Regions from separate parts of the Mus musculus genome. Here all the other regions are linked to region 1. Evidence: chromatin contacts called from public HiChIP or PLAC-seq and promoter capture Hi-C data. All regions are on one chromosome and are shown on one strand. The core of a region is the stretch at or near the end of the contact, and the rest is flanking DNA. Distances in the headings are between cores, read along the strand shown.

Evidence for each region. Promoter capture Hi-C pulls out the DNA fragments that hold promoters and counts their contacts. HiChIP or PLAC-seq counts read pairs in DNA pulled down with a chosen protein or histone mark.
Region 2: an H3K4me3 HiChIP or PLAC-seq map of embryonic forebrain shows a contact between it and region 1, with 9 times the contacts expected there. The contact joins the promoter of Zfp647 here to the promoter of Sh3bp1 in region 1. A contact is called at or near these places in 1 of 39 promoter capture datasets (hippocampal neurons) and 1 of 115 datasets of contacts at active chromatin or transcription factors (embryonic forebrain).
Region 3: a promoter capture Hi-C map of liver shows a contact between it and region 1, with 4 times the contacts expected there. The contact joins the promoter of 1110038F14Rik here to the promoter of Sh3bp1 in region 1. A contact is called at or near these places in 2 of 39 promoter capture datasets (hippocampal neurons and liver).
Region 4: a contact with region 1 is called in a promoter capture Hi-C map of liver, with 2.3 times the contacts expected there. The contact joins the promoter of Mgat3 here to the promoter of Sh3bp1 in region 1. A contact is called at or near these places in 1 of 39 promoter capture datasets (liver) and 1 of 115 datasets of contacts at active chromatin or transcription factors (pancreatic cancer cells).
Region 5: a promoter capture Hi-C map of hippocampal neurons shows a contact between it and region 1, with 4 times the contacts expected there. The contact joins the promoter of Myh9 here to the promoter of Sh3bp1 in region 1. A contact is called at or near these places in 3 of 39 promoter capture datasets (the 3T3-L1 cell line, the C10 cell line and hippocampal neurons).

What each region holds. Positions count from the first base shown.
Region 1 is chr15:78,898,246-78,901,164 of GRCm38.p6, forward strand. Sh3bp1 (SH3-domain binding protein 1) reads left to right here and starts at 1,523. Exons shown (of 18, transcript NM_001316684.1): 1 at 1,523-1,716; 2 at 2,901-2,919. The coding sequence starts at 1,658.
Region 2 is chr15:76,923,986-76,926,904 of GRCm38.p6, forward strand. It overlaps Zfp647 (zinc finger protein 647), which reads right to left and starts at 1,463. Exons shown (of 5, transcript NM_172817.3): 1 at 1,391-1,463.
Region 3 is chr15:76,946,786-76,949,704 of GRCm38.p6, forward strand. 1110038F14Rik (RIKEN cDNA 1110038F14 gene) reads left to right here and starts at 1,476. Exons shown (of 5, transcript NM_001347540.1): 1 at 1,476-1,759; 2 at 1,844-2,134; 3 at 2,283-2,367; 4 at 2,759-2,905. The coding sequence starts at 1,754. It overlaps Gm46534 (a long non-coding RNA gene), which reads right to left and starts at 1,564. Exons shown (of 4, transcript XR_001781744.2): 1 at 1,475-1,564; 2 at 1,227-1,349.
Region 4 is chr15:80,172,298-80,175,216 of GRCm38.p6, forward strand. It overlaps Mgat3 (mannoside acetylglucosaminyltransferase 3), which reads left to right and starts at 1,424. Exons shown (of 2, transcript NM_010795.4): 1 at 1,424-1,541.
Region 5 is chr15:77,840,679-77,843,597 of GRCm38.p6, forward strand. It overlaps Myh9 (myosin, heavy polypeptide 9, non-muscle), which reads right to left and starts at 1,497. Exons shown (of 41, transcript NM_022410.3): 1 at 1,279-1,497. It also overlaps the pseudogene Gm22107.

The DNA.
Region 1 (2,919 bases), core at 273-2,772:
TATGCATGCCTGCAGGCCAGAAGGGAACACCAGATCCCATTACAGATGGTTGGGAGCCACCATGTGGTTGCTGGGAGTTGAACTCAGGACCACTGAAGAGCAGTCAGTGCTCTTAACTGCTGCGCCATCTCTCCAGCCCCCTCTTTAGAATCTTTTGCCATCTCTTCTCCAAACACTGGGCAGCAGCCTTCCTTCCCATCGGAAAAAGAAAGACAAGGAAGCTGCTCTGCCTTCTCAACTCCCCATCAGAGAGCCAGGATTCCACTGATGAGAGGCTGTGGCTGTTCCTGGCCAGTATGTTCTGGCTGCAGCAGCTGCTGGGACCCCTCTGGGCTCCTCCCACACTCGATAGGACTTCTTAAATGGGGAAAGCGGCTGAGTGAACACCATGTGCCAGACCTGTGCTGGGTACACAGAGATGTCTGGAGCAAAGGGAAGTCTTTGAGGAGCACACCAACTCTCTACCCCCACACAGTAGGTGCTCAAGTGGTATGGCTCTGAACTGAAACTAAGAGAGCAAAGCTTGGTGTGGTGCACAGGGCTTCCTGTAGTCACCCTTCCCCCTCCCAAGCCTGAAGGGTGCATACTGAAGTCAGCTTGCAGTTGCCCACCGGCTCTCTTGCTCTGTAGCTATGAACACCTATTGTATGCTCAGGCTGGTGTTCAGCGGAACATTTCAAAGAGAAAATCGGGTTTGGGGGTTCAGAGCAGCACCCATACATATCAAGGCCTGACAAGAAGGAAGGGCAGGCGCCTGGGACATTTGCTAAAAGAAATGAGAAAGAGTTTTACAAATAGGGGAAGCGGTCAAAGCTTGGGACTCTTTAAAGTGTAGAGTGACAGGACCTCAAGGGCTGACGAGCAGACCAAGCAGACCAGGGTATCTTGTTTACCCTGTGGCATAGACTGGACAAGGACAGTTGTCCTACCAAGCTACTATACACAATGAATGCAGAATTTTGGGGACTGATCCAAGGACATTAGTATCTGGTAGTCCCAGGTACCCCAAGTTCTGAGCCAGTGGTCCAGCAGGCAAGGGGGATGGTCAGGGAATAGTATGGTGGAGAAGAAGTCCCCAGGCAGCATCCCCTAGTGACTGGCCTGCACAGGTCCTGAAGGCCTGTCCCTTCTAGGCAGCCTTCCTTTCCCTCTAAGAGAGCAAAGGTTGTTTATACCCAGGGCGGTGATGGCAGGAGCAGCTTACCTGCTTCCCGCCACCCGCCGCGGTGACAGGACAGGCTGCGGGAAGGAAGAGCCCGCACTCAACTGCGGACCTCAGAGAGACAGACCGACGGACACTCGGCAGGCGGGTCGGACAACCCGGGGGTCGTTGAGGCCCGGAAGCAGAGAGAGAGAGAGAGAGAGAGAGAGAGAGAGAGAGAGAGAGAGAGAGAGAGAGAGAGAGAGACTCCAAACTTGAGAGAGAGAGAGACTCCAAACTTGGAGAAAGGAGTGACCTGGGGGCCGGGGGCGGAGTCGTGAGCGGGGGAGGAGAGCGCCCGCGCCAGCGCCAGCACCAGCCAGAGGAGCGCGCCGGCCCAGGAAGCCAGAGCGCCGCCCACCCATCCGGGGCGAAGCGCGCGGGGAAGCAGGCTGGGCCGGGGGCTGCCAGCCTCAACCCCCAAGGTGACTCCTCGGCCCCCTGCCCGGACCCAAGATGATGAAGAGGCAGTTGCACCGCATGCGGCAGCTGGCCCACACGGGCAGCTCGGGACGGTGAGTGTCACCCGCTTCTAGCCGTGCTATCGTTTCGCAGGACCTGAGCGAGCGCAGGAGAGTGGGGAACTGGTCACAGAGGTCGAAGATATCTAGGCAGCGGCCCTCTGGCATGCCAGAGCCCTGACCTCGTTTCCTGGGGTCTGAAGTCACTGTGGTCGCACAAGCATAGCTGGCTTTTGCGGGCGGTGGAGGGGGAGCGGGGGAAGGCACCTCCATTCCCGGTTGGAGAGGCTGCTGCAGAGAGCAGAATGCGTCCTGAGCCAAGACGCTGCCTGGAACCTCATTTGTCCCCTCCGGACAATGGGAACAGTTAGCCACCTCTAACTGGAGGGAAGGGGAGGAACGGAGCCGATCGGGGGCCCCAGACCCTGGGGGAAGGGACTGGCAGTGTTCTGGCCTGGGGAGGAGGGGCCTGCTCTGCTCTGGGTGTCCGTCCCCTCCCCCAACCCAGGGGCCTCCTGCCATTTGGTCCTGCTTCTGCTTTTCGTAGGCTCAGGTAGAGACACCCCTTGGTCTCCTCGGTTCCCAGCCCCAAAACTATGGGAGCGGAAGTTTGGGGAGTTTCTCGGAGCCTTTCTTTCTGTCCCTCTTCCCCAGCCTGGGAGTTCCCCATTCTTTGGGCCCAGAGAGGTGACCGTGTATCCAGAAACTTGATCCAGACCTTGCAGTGACACAAACACTTATATGTACCTACGAAGCCAAGCCACTCTGCCCTGAACCCATGTCCCTATGTATCCTTGGGCAGAGTCCCCAGACCTGCCCACAGCTGCAGTCCAATGTCGTATGCCTGTGGGCCTGGCCACCCCGGAGACCAGCTTCCACACTTCCCGTTCTGGGGGCCAGCTTAGGCCTCCTCTTTCCGGGCCAGGCAAACTATTTAGGGGGATGGGGAGATGAGAAACTTTTCCTCTGTCCCGAAGTTGGGCCCTGGGTAGCTCCCTCCTGCTTTTTTCGGTGTCATGGGTCCACCCTCTCCCAGGACACAGCCCTGGGTGGAGGAGGAAGCAGGCATGCATCCTCTTAACTACCATGGAATGTGCTCCAGCTACGATGTGGACGGGCCACCCAGGCTTGGTGGGTCCTGGAAGCATCTTGGGTTCAGGTTCCATGTGCAGGGGTTAGAGGGAGGCAGTGGGTTCCCTAACCCAGACTGACTCATCCAAAGCCCCCTTCCCCCACAGCACCCCGGAGACTGCCGAG
Region 2 (2,919 bases), core at 213-2,712, 2.0 Mb before region 1:
TTAGTCCCATTCCACTTCTCTGTGTCCCCTACAAGGAAATCCCCAGTGTGCAAAATATCAGAACTAATGTCCACCCAGCTTTAAGTATCTCTATAGTGGAGCTCAGGGGAACCTTCCTTTTATGTTAGTGACAGGAATGTCCACACGCATTAGTAGGAGTGCCTGATTCCAATCATTCTAGAGAGCTCCACAGGAAACTGCTTCTAGTGTCACTATGCATTCACTATGTCAGGATGCTAGGCAGAGTAACATTTAAAAGAACTACTGTGGGCTGGGGAGATGGGCCAGTGGGCATGACATCCAATGTCCTTCTCTGGCCTTAGAGAATACAGCTGTGCCCATACTTCATCGCCCACATACAAGGGAGCTATTATTGTATACAATTTTCCTGTGTGTGCGTGCGTACCTACACATCAGCAAGCACATAGAGGCCAGCAGACAACCTTAGGTGTTATTCCTTAGAAACCTTTCACCATTGGGGGGGGGGGGGGCGGGGGCGGGGAAATACGGTCTCTTACTGGCCTGGAACTCACCAAGTAAGCTACTAAGCGGCAGAGATGGGGATGGCAGCACTCATCAGCACATCCAGATTCAGGTGTCTAACTGAGCCATACATGTGGAGGCTGGAGGGATGGCTCAGCGGTTAAGAGCACACGTTTTTTTCCCCCGTCTAGGACCCACACTTGATTCCCAGCACCCACATGGCGGCTCACAGCCAATTCCAGGGAACCCGATGCCCTCTTCTGGCCTCCGTTGGCACCAGGCATGCACATGATATACAGTACAGATACACACGCAGGCAAAGCACATAAATACATATAAAAAAATTAAACAAGAAAATGCCACGTTAGAGAAGTTGTCATCCATTAAAAGGGGCCTTTGCAAAGTAACAAGAGAGCAACAGCAGAAAAATAAAACAAATCCAAGAAGAAGCTGGGCTAATGGGGAGCAGAGCGGAGCACCTTCAGTTTGACAAGAAATGTCCTTCGCTGCTGAGGATGCATGGGACTTAAAATGCTGTATGGTGGCCCTGACTGTAGTCCGGGTTATGGGAGAGGATCGTGCGAACCCAGGACTTCCAGGGCAGTCTGGGACGCGGTTATTTCACCAGACAAAACCTCATCCACTGCCCAAGCCAAACCAAATTAACCAACCAGTAGGAAACCGTATGCACATCAGAACCGTCTGAACTCCGGACCGGGCTAGCGGGAGCCACCGCGAAGGGTCCCGGGGAGGGGCCTGGAGGGTTCGAGGGACCGGAGGGTGCAGCCTGGGTCAGCAGCCCGGCCGCAGCCATCCATCGGGGGGAAGGGCTGGCATACGCGAGGGCGCGGAGCTTTGGGTGCGGATGAAGGAGAGGGTCCCGCGCAGCCGACAGAGCGCCACTCACCATCTGCCGCAACCTCTCGCCCTGTGGCGGCAGCTTCGGCTCCCTAAGACAAAGGGGCCGTCCCGCCCCGTCTGCGCAGTCGTCAATCTCAGGGGACCCCGCCCCTAGGTCCCCACCCCCAACCCCCACCCCAAGTCCCGGACCGGGACGCGGGAGGATCGGATGGCCGTCCGCCTCCAGCTCTTCTTGCAGGACTTGATGCCCTGCGCCCCGGGGCCACCGAGAGCGTAGGCCTCCGCTGTGCCTAGAGAGACCGCGTGCTGACCCGGACCGCGCCTGCTCTTTGAGGCTGTAGCGGAAGCGGCGGCCGCAGTCCCTACAAATCCGAGTGCCTCCCGGCCTCGCCCCCTCCCTGCCGCCCCTCTTCTCCCGAGGGCCTTCGGTCACTTCCGCCAAGATCTGTGCTTGCCCTCTAGCGATTTCCCTGGTGGCCAGGCAGCCTGGACCACTGGTCTCGAGACCCATCAGGCTGACTCGGGCTGCTTGGGTTTAGTTTACAGTGTAGTGTGTGTTCAACTTCTTAAGGGACGGCCAGTCTGTCTTGTGTCCTCATCAACACATTCCCTAGACTAGCAGTGTATGACAGTTCCAATTGTTGTTTGTATTTGCCCACACTTGGTGTAAGCAGGCTTTTAGAAATTTAGTTATTCGGGGCTGGAGAGAGGCTCAGCGGTTAAGAGCATTAACTGCTCTTCTAGAGGTCCTGAGTTCAATTCCCAGCAACCTCATGGTGGCTCACAACCATCTGTAATGGGATCTGATGCCCTCTGCTGGTGTGTCTGAAGACAACTACAGTGTACTCACATACATGAAATAAATCTTTAAAAAAAATTGAGTTATTCCAGGGCTAGAGGAATGTACAACAGACTGGGTGTTTGACAAACGTGCACGAGGCTGAGTTTAATCACTCGTATCCATGTGAAAAGGCTGGGTGTAATAGTGCTTGCTTAGAACCCCAGCACAGGGGAGGCGGAACAAGGCCGAGCTGTGTAGGGCTCTCTGGCCAGCCAGTCTAGAGTCACTGGCAAGCTTCAGGTTCTGACCTGTTGAGAAGCCCTTTCAAAAGATAAAACAACAAAATACCGTGGTGCGCAGCTCCTCAGACTGACCCTTAGTGGCCCTGTATGCACACATATTCTCTGCTGGAAATTAAAGTCAGGGACTCTAGTATAAGCATATAGTATCTCAGTAGCACTCGATCCTACCCTCCGTTATGGCTTCAATTTTTATTTCTCTAATTGTAGTGGTTACGTGTCTTCTGTTACAAAATACTGGCAGAGGCAGAGGAGGCAGAGGCAGAGTCAGAGGGCCAATCTCTGTGAGTTTGGGGCCAGCCTGGTCTATAGAACAAATTCCAGGACAGCTGAGGCTACACACAAAGCATGGGGCTGGAGGAGGAAATGTCTGGGAGATAGGGAGCAAGAACAGCTCTTGTGGATCAGGGTGATGGAGCCTCCAGGTTTTTGTTCTTGGATTTTTAAAGTGTGTGTGCCCCAGAGGGGGCCAGGTTTTTTTGTTTTTGTTTTTTC
Region 3 (2,919 bases), core at 226-2,725, 2.0 Mb before region 1:
CTCGAAGGAAGAAACTGTTTTAGTGGAGCCCACAGTTAAGAGACTTTTAATTGTAAAAAGACTTTGGATTTTAAAAGAGATGGCTATTTTAAAGAAATTGAAATTTTAAGAATATGTAAAGACTGTGGGACTTTTAAAGTTATCCGTTGTTAAGAGCTCTGTCGGATGTTGTGTAGGAGCTTGGAAGACAACGTTGAGAACACTGCAGAAGATGGAGGTCTGGTTTGTGAAATTTCAGAGGGAAAATTAAAGACTCTTTTCAGGGCCATTGCTGTTTTGATTGTGAAGATTCTGTAGTTCTGGTTAGCTGGGGCTGAAGAATCAGCTGTGATTAACAAGATACCAGAACTACTAAAGCAAAAACTTTGCATTACTGGGACTATTGATGCTGGTTAGCTGGAGCTAAGAAATTAGCGGTGATTAAGAAGAGACCAGCATCATTGAGGTGACATCTTCTGGGAAGTGTTTTCTGAGAGCACAGTGGCTGTGTTCCAGATATAGCCAAAGTTGTACATTGTGCTGTGGCTGGACTTGGTAATGTGTAAGGGTCACCCAGGTGGTACTGGTTTTGAAGGCATGAAGGAGTTGAGCAGAGCACTTACTATCACTCCTAGTGACCCTCTAGGAAAATTTTTGCTTCCTGTCCCCATAACTCTAGGTTCTGCTGGCCTAGAAGTTTTGGCTCCAGAGAAGGGAGTGCTCCTACCAGGAGCTACAACAAACATTCCATTGAACTGGAAGCTCAGACTTCCCCCTGGTCATTTTGGGCTTCTAATGCCCTTAAACCAACAGGCTAAAAAAGGAATAACAGTGTTAGGAGGGGTGATAGATCCAGATTACCATGGGGAAATTGGATTACCTCTTCACAATGGTGGTAAGCAAGATTATGTCTGGAGTGTAGGAGATCCCTTAGGGCGTCTCTTAGTACTACCATGTCCTGTGATTATTAGGACACAGTATATATGTCGCCATTCCAAAAGTGTGGAATAGAGGCATAGCGAAGAAATACTGAAACAAAGCAGGATTAGAAGCCTGTAGGAAAAATACCAAATCCTGTAGCTCCATGACTGGTATCTGTAGTCCTAGGGCTAGACCGCTATGATAGCTATTGCTATTCTTGGTTGTCATTTTGACAACCCACACCTGTAATTATCCTAAACCTCAAGGGGTAAGGAGTTCCTGTAAGGAAATTTTCTTGATTTTTCGTTTGAGGTGGGAAGATGCACCTTAAATCTGGGCCAGGTCTTCGGGTGGCAGCCTAATGGTCGTGGAAGAAGGAAGTGCATGCTTGCCCCGACTCTCGTTGGAAAGTTCACTCCATTGCCATTAGAGCCTAGTTCTTCAGGATTCTGAAGTATACCGGGGACAAGCTGAGCCATCTGTCAACGCCTGCGCCCCGCCCCGCCCCGCCCCGCCCCGCCCCGCCCCGCATAATCCACCTTGCCCCATCTCTGGGCGTTCCCCCCGACCCCACCGGTTCCATTCTCTCCAGGAATCAATTGTCTTGTTTCTTGGCGGCACACTCTGCTGGGTTCTCCGAGGCCTTTAAGTTCATCCCCGTGCACTCTGTCTCCTAAAATTACAAGCACAGCCTGAGGCGCTCCATCCACCCAAGTGCTTTCTGTCCGGCGCTGAGCGCTTGCTCTGGCTCCGCTGCGCTTTCTGCGGAACCTTGTGTCGTAGACGTGTTTCCAGAGGAGTGAGTTCGCTGTGGTAGTTAGGATTTACCAGCTTCCGGCGGCCGCTCCGACTAATGGCGGTGAGCTGTGGGAGAAGGCGTGTTTGTGGCGAGGCCCTAGGTGGGGAGACCCTGTGAATTTCGTCCTGTCTCACGATTTTTCAGGAGCCAGGGCGTCCTGCTCGGGAGGCACCAGCAGCCTCAAGTCGGAAAACTCATCGCGCTCCGCGCAGACCCCGGCCCTCTCGCTCAGCTTCCGGTGCCTCGGAACCTCCTCTCCGCAGTTCAGTGCAACCTGCATGCGACTCCGCCGCCGGAACCCATCCCGTAGGCAACACAGTAGCGATGAAGCAAAAGAAAAAGAAAACCCCCAACAGGGTCTCTGGGACAAATGGAAGCGAAAAGCCCTCGGAGAAACCTGCCCCGGACGAAGCTCCTCCTAGCGCTGAGGCCCAGGCAAGGATGGTACTCCCTGCGAGCTTTCTGGGCGCTAATCCGCCTGCCTCTGTGGGCGAGCTGTGCGGAATTAAGGCGCTGAAGGTATGGGAGTGGGGTCTGCGGGACCCTGTTACCCATCACAACCATGTCCTCCTTTCTGTCCCAGGCGGAACAGCTGGCGCGGGAGCTGGCCTGGTGTGTGGAACAGCTGGAGCTGGGTCTCAAGACGCAGAGACCTACCCCGAAGCAGAGTGAGGGACCCTTCTCTACAGTTAGGGAAATGTAAACGGTGACAGTTCTGTGGTCTGATGGTATTGCCAAGGGGTGGGGTTGTTGCTTTTGGTTGGTTTGCTTTGTTTAGGTGTACTGAAACTTAGTTGTGTAGACCAGGCTGGCCTGGAATTCAGAGATCCGCCTGCCTCTGCCTCCCCAGTGCTGGGATTAAAGGCGTGCGTCACCCCAGCTGGATGGGAATTGTTTGTAGTAGGATGATATGAGTGTGTTTGAAGTCACTAGCTCTTTTTCTTTTTCTTTTTCTTTCTTCTTTCTTCTTTCTTCTTTCTCTCTTTCTCTTTCTCTTTCTCTTTCTCTTTCTCTTTCTCTTTCTCTTTCTCTTTCTCTTTCTCTTTCTTTCATCTGCAGAAGAGCAGGCTGTTGGGGCAATCCGAACGCTGCGCAGTGAAAAAACCCCCTTGCCCCGGAAGAGACAGCTGATGCGCTCCTTGTTTGGGGACTACAGGGCTCAGATGGATGCAGAGTGGCGGGAGGCCCTACGGGCTCTAAAGGCTGGTGAGGAACTAGAA
Region 4 (2,919 bases), core at 174-2,673, 1.3 Mb after region 1:
CAAGTTGTGTGTGGAATATAACCTATGGTAACTGGCTGGCATATGGGAGGGTCTGGGTTTCATTCCCAGCGCCACAATAAGTAAATACATTCAGACAAATTGATAACCTTGAGAGGGAGACAAGTTATAGAGGTGGTGTACTGGTTTTTAGGTCACAACAGAATGCCTCAAATCAAGAAAAAGTGTCAGGGCTGGAGAAATGGCTCAGTGGTTAAGAGCACCCTTCCAGAGAATCTGAGATCAAGTCCCAGCACCCATGTCAGGTGCTTCTGACTGCAATCCAGCAGGGCTCTGGGGATATTTAGATCATTTAGAGCCGGGTGTTGGTGGTGCACGCCTTTAATCCCAGCACTCAGGAGGCAGAGGCAGGCAGATCTCTGTGAGTTCAAGGCCAGCCTGGTCTACAGAGTTGAGTTCCAGGACAGCCAGGGCTACACAAGAGAATCCCTGTCTTGAAAAAACAAAATAAATAAATCTATCATAGGTGACCTGAGTGCTAGAGATGCCCATTATAAGCAGCATCCTGGGGGTGGGGGGTGGGGAAGAAGAATGGAGAAACCTCCAAGTCTGGGGTTGAATCCCAGATCCAGCACATTCTGTCACCCTCTGCGCCTCATGGGTGGCTTTGTGCATTGATGAAGAGGGTGGAGGCAGAAGGATGTACAGAGGCCAACACATCCGAGCAAGACACAAACTAGCACGGACACTGTGTCGACCCAGTACCCAGTGTTTTAGACGCTTTCCTGTACCAGGCCTCTGCATAGGGCTACAGTGATGTACACACCGGTCAGGACTTTGTCACACCACCACACAGGAGGCCTGTGCCCCCAGCCACAGTATGCCCACAATCACGCCACAGTACGGATCTATCTACACACCCCATGCACATAAGGGCCAATCTATCACACGCTGCAGAACACAGACACACAGATCCACTCACACGCAGAGCCCGACAAGCACTTTGGCCAGCTCCGCCTCACACAGCACACACACCCGCACAGGACGCCCGGGCAGTGGGCCGGCGCACGCACGGTCACAGGCAGGGCACGCGCACACTCGCGCGTCCGATTGCTGCGCACACACACACACACAGAAACACACACATACACACGAAAGAGGCGCGGGGCGGTGGCGGGAGCTCGCGGTCCAGGCGCCCCTGGCCCGGAGCGCGCAAAGCCCGGCTGGCGGGGGAGGGGACGCGGCCGCGCGGGGGCGGGGCGGGGGCCGGCGGGAGCGGGCACCTCCAGCGCAGCGCTCGGCCTCGCCGCCGCGCCCCCGCTACCGCCCCGGGGTGCAGTCAAGCGGCCGCGCCGGGCCCGCGGGACGGGGTGGAGGTGGGGTGGGGGGCGGGGATCGGGCCGGGCCCGGGCCGCGCTGCCTGCGATGCCGGGCGCCCGCCGCAGCCGCCGCCGCCGGAGCCCGGGATGGGGCGAGGAGAGGCTGCGGCGGACGCCAGCATCTCCCCGCCGGGGACCCCGGGGGCCCCGGAGCCGCCGCCGCCGCTGCTTCTACCGCCGCTGCTGAGACCCAGCGGACGATGGGTGAGTTGACCCTGGAGCCGGGGACCCGCGCCGCAGCCCTGCATCTTCCCCGCACCCCAGGCCTCGCCTCCGCGTCCTCCCCACTCCCGTCTCCCCCCGTGGTGGTCCCGCAGCCCCGGGGGCGGGGGCATGGGGCCGAGTAGGGGCGAGATGTGGGGGACTGCTTAACCGGCGCCCCCTGCCCCCACCCGCCTGCTCTCCGCAGCTCTCCGTGGCCGCGGGGCAGAGCCTGGCGCGGCGACCCCCTCCCTTGGCTGGACCGGGGTGGGGTGGGGGCGTCCCGAGGCGCGGAGCTCCAGCCATGCTTTGTGCGCTGCGCTCCCTTCCACCTCCGGCGCAGCTCGGGGCTGGGGGCGCGAGGCCTCAGCTCTTGCCTTCCCCACCCCCGATCCCGGGCTGCTGCGGCTGCTGGCCGAGGCCCAGGCGCGGTTGGGGTGCTGGGCGAGTGTGGGGGCTGTGGCTGGAGCTGTAACTACAGCTGCCTTAGTGGGGAGCAGGGAAAAGCTTAGCATGAGAGGCCCCCACCTTCTACTGGGGAGGGGTCTCCCTCTCTTTGCACTGCACTGCCCAGGGCGGAGGAGGGCTCCTGGCTGGGGGAGGGCGCTATAAATATCTACAAATAGTTCTAGAACCGGGCTGGGGTGGGGAGGGGAGCTTGCTTGGTTGTGCTAGTGGCGGGGGTGCCTGAGCTGGGGCGCAGCATCTCTGACTGCTGCGCCCCAGTCATCTCCGATGGCCTGAGGTCTGATGATGTTCCCTCGCCTGCGGAACTCAGAAGGGGGATGTAGGCAGGAACATTTTCCCTACTGGGATTTTTCTGTGGTCCTCCATCATCTCTGGGACACGGGTGCAGAAATGCCTTCATGGGGGATTGACCTGGAGGGACACAGTTATTAAAGGTCCAGGCAATGAGCCAACCGTGAGGATGACAGGGAGAGCAAGACAAGGCTCTCTCCTTCTGGGAGCTGGCAACTCCAGGATTATTAGTGCTGCCCAACGCTAAGGAGATAGGCAGGGTTTCTGGGAAAGTTAGAAAGAGGGGCTCTTTGCTCTAGGGAGGAAGAACCTACTGGAAGACGGAAAAGTTCCCAGGGCTGAAGAAATAGTAAGAGAAAGGACCGAGAGATGTGCTCTCTGGTGTGTTGAGAGATGGTGTGTAGCATGGTGGGACACTGAACCACGAGGAGAAATGAGCTGAAGAGTGGGTATCCATGTGTGGCCAGCTGTGGTTGTATAGTGATTAGTACTGTATGTTATGGTTGCAACAACCATGGTTCGAATCTGAGTCCCAACACCAGTGATAGGACAAATGCCGTGAGAGGTGAGGTGGGGGTACTTTTGGCAGGTGGTGCCAAGGTGTGCCTTGGAGTGTGGACAT
Region 5 (2,919 bases), core at 247-2,746, 1.1 Mb before region 1:
TTGCGTGTCATCCTTACGCAGAGGCCATGCTAATCTGTATCGTTCCAATTTTGGTATAGGTGCTGCTGTAGGAAGCACGCAAGTTACTTTGAAATCTTGCTAATCCAGAAAACCGCTCAGAGAACTGAGAACTCGATGGACCTCCCTGTAGCCCAGCCGAGGCAGCCTCCGGGTCTCCAAGACCTGGGACTTCCCAGGGACCTTTTCCCTAACACCGCTGGGTGGGGCCTTAGGCACCCGCCCGAGCCCACCCAGCCTTCAGTTTCACTACAGCCCGCAAGCAAGTCATAGAGGGTACTTGACTCAGTTTGCCTGGGAGAGATGGGGACCCGGAGGAGCGGGGTGCAGCTCCTGCCTTAGGCGTGGCTCCAGAACAGGATGAGGTGAAGACCCTAGTGCAAGGAAGTGGGGGATGTCTTCAAAACTCCGCCTCTCATCAAACATAAAAGATGCGGCTGCCCGGCCTGGTCTTAAAGTCAGGGCCAGCTCCCAGAGACTGGCCCGGGCGTGGCGTCCCAAGGTGCGGTGGAAATCAGGTGCACGCCTGCCCGGGCGACGGGGCAGCTGCCGGCAGACCCAGGCCTTCTGACCTCGGGCAATAGAAATCCAAGGTTGAATGAGGTCAGACGGGGGGGTTCTTTTCCTGCGCCCTGAGCCCCTCGGCAGCTGGGACCCCTTTTCCCACGCACTCTGAGTACCTCTCCCCGCCCCCTCCCGGCCCAAGGGCTGACGGACAAATGAGGAAGTCCGCAGCGGACGGCGGAAACCGTGCCGGGCGCAATGTCTGCGGCGGGACCGACCGATCCTGACTCAGGAGGACGCCCTGACAGCTGCCAAGCGGTCCTCGCCTGCCCGTTACCTCCCTTTGCCAAACTTACAAAGGAGCTGCTGCCCCGTGCCCACGAACGCATCCGGCCGGCTCGGCCGAGATCTCCGGGACTGCTGCGTCCCGGAAGGGGTTAAAAAGTTTGCCGGAGCTGGCCGTCGGGGAGGCGGGAGTGCAGAGGCGACAGGAGCAGGCCGAGCTCCCAGTGCCCCGACCGGGAAGGGCATCCTGTAGGGCCGGGGACTGCGTCCCCCGGTTCCCTAACCCCGAGGCCTCGCTGCCTATCACCCCTCGGGTGAGGATGCGGAGTCCGGTCGCACCCGACCGCGCTGAAACCCGCCACGCGGAGGCCGAGAACCACAGGGCCGTCCGCCCCAAAGGACTCGAGTCTTGTCGCCGCGCGCGCGCGCTCGGCAGCTCCGGGGCGGGACATACCGGCAAAGCTCGCTCACCTGAACCTGGGTCTGCCCGGGGAACAGGCGCTGGTTCTTCCGAGTGGACTTTCTCGAGCGCTCGGGCGGCGCGGCGGGGTGGGGCGAACGCGAGACTGGAAGCTGCAGCAGGTCAGGTTCTTGAGCCTTCCGTGCCCTGCCCAGGAACCGCGGTGATCTGCGCGCCTCACCGCACCCAGCTCTGGTGCGCGCCGCCCTCCCTGCCCCGCCCTTCCAAGAGGAGGGCGGGTCTACAGCTCGCCGCCGGCTCGTGGGTGGAGCTTCCAAGAGTCCCCGCCCTCTCCCCACACTGCCCAATCCAACAGGAGTCTGGCCTAAACTGACAGATTTTCGGCCTATAAACAGACAAGAGATGGAAGCCGGAGTGCTGAGATTCATCCTCCCCATCTGTCCCCACCTCCGCCCACCCCACCTTCCACCCGCGCTTCCTAGGCGGGAGCCACGCCTTGTTGGGCGGGTCCAATGGACAGCCAGGTTACAGGACCAGGATTGACGCGGATTTCATCCAATCAGAAGCAAGCGGCTCAGGCGCGCTGGGCTCCTGGTCCCGGCTCTGGTGTGCAGCTTGGGCCGCGCCGGGGCCGGAGGGAGCGTACTGGGGAGGTCTGAGGCTCTGACACTCCGCCCAGCGAACCGTGTTTTCCCTTCGTCCTGTCCTACCAGGAGAACAGATATTAAGTACCATATATGGGAAAAGTGGTATTTTACATAATTATGATGGCTGTGGGGGCGGTCATGGCTTCAACCCTGCATTCCGTGTGGGCGTCCTGAGTTCGATTTTGGAGCCTGCTCGCGGCTGTCCTCCAACCTCTGAACCTTTGCTCTGGCTAGTACCTCTGCCTGGAATGCAGTCTAAGCCACTCTTAACCTTTGAATAATTAACTCACACACATCTCAGATATTTGTCACTAAATTATTTTAAGGGTAGATTTCATTTGTTTTATTTTGGTTACTAACCACGAGAGGATTTTTTTTTTCATTTAAAAAAATGTACTTTGCCATTAATCTATCAGGAATTTGTCCACGCATTATTTTCTGCCCAAATTGTCCGTTTCCGAGTTGTGTCCATTGATCTATGTGGTCGATCCTGCAGCACGTCAATGCTTTCAAATGGCTTTATGAAGGCAAATTTCTCGTCATTGCTCTTAACTGTTGGAATGTTCTTGCTAACACAGTTAAAATGATCCTTCCATATAAACTTCAGGGAAAACTTACATTCTGAAGCCAAAAAGCAGCTAAAGAAAGAAAGAGATTTTGCAGCCCAGATGACCAGTGATTGCTACCCACATTACAGCAAAGACTGCTTCCCAGTTGATAAGAAAAATTTAAAAAATTTTTAAAAGGCTGAACCATCCAGGGGTTGTGGGTGGTATACCAGAACTCAAGAGGTCTGAGGTAGGAGGGGGAGTTCAAGACTAGCCTGAACTACACAGACAAGCAGTTCAAAGGTGTGAAATATATAAAGCCAATAATTACTTTTAAAACTAATCATCAAGAGACTGGAGATGTACGGGCAGTGGTGGCCCATGCCTTTAACCCCAGCACTCGGGAGGCAGAGGCAGGCAGATTTCTGAGTTCGGTCTGCAGAGTGAGTTCCAGGACAGCTAGAGCTACACAGAGAAACCCTGTCTCGGAAAAAAA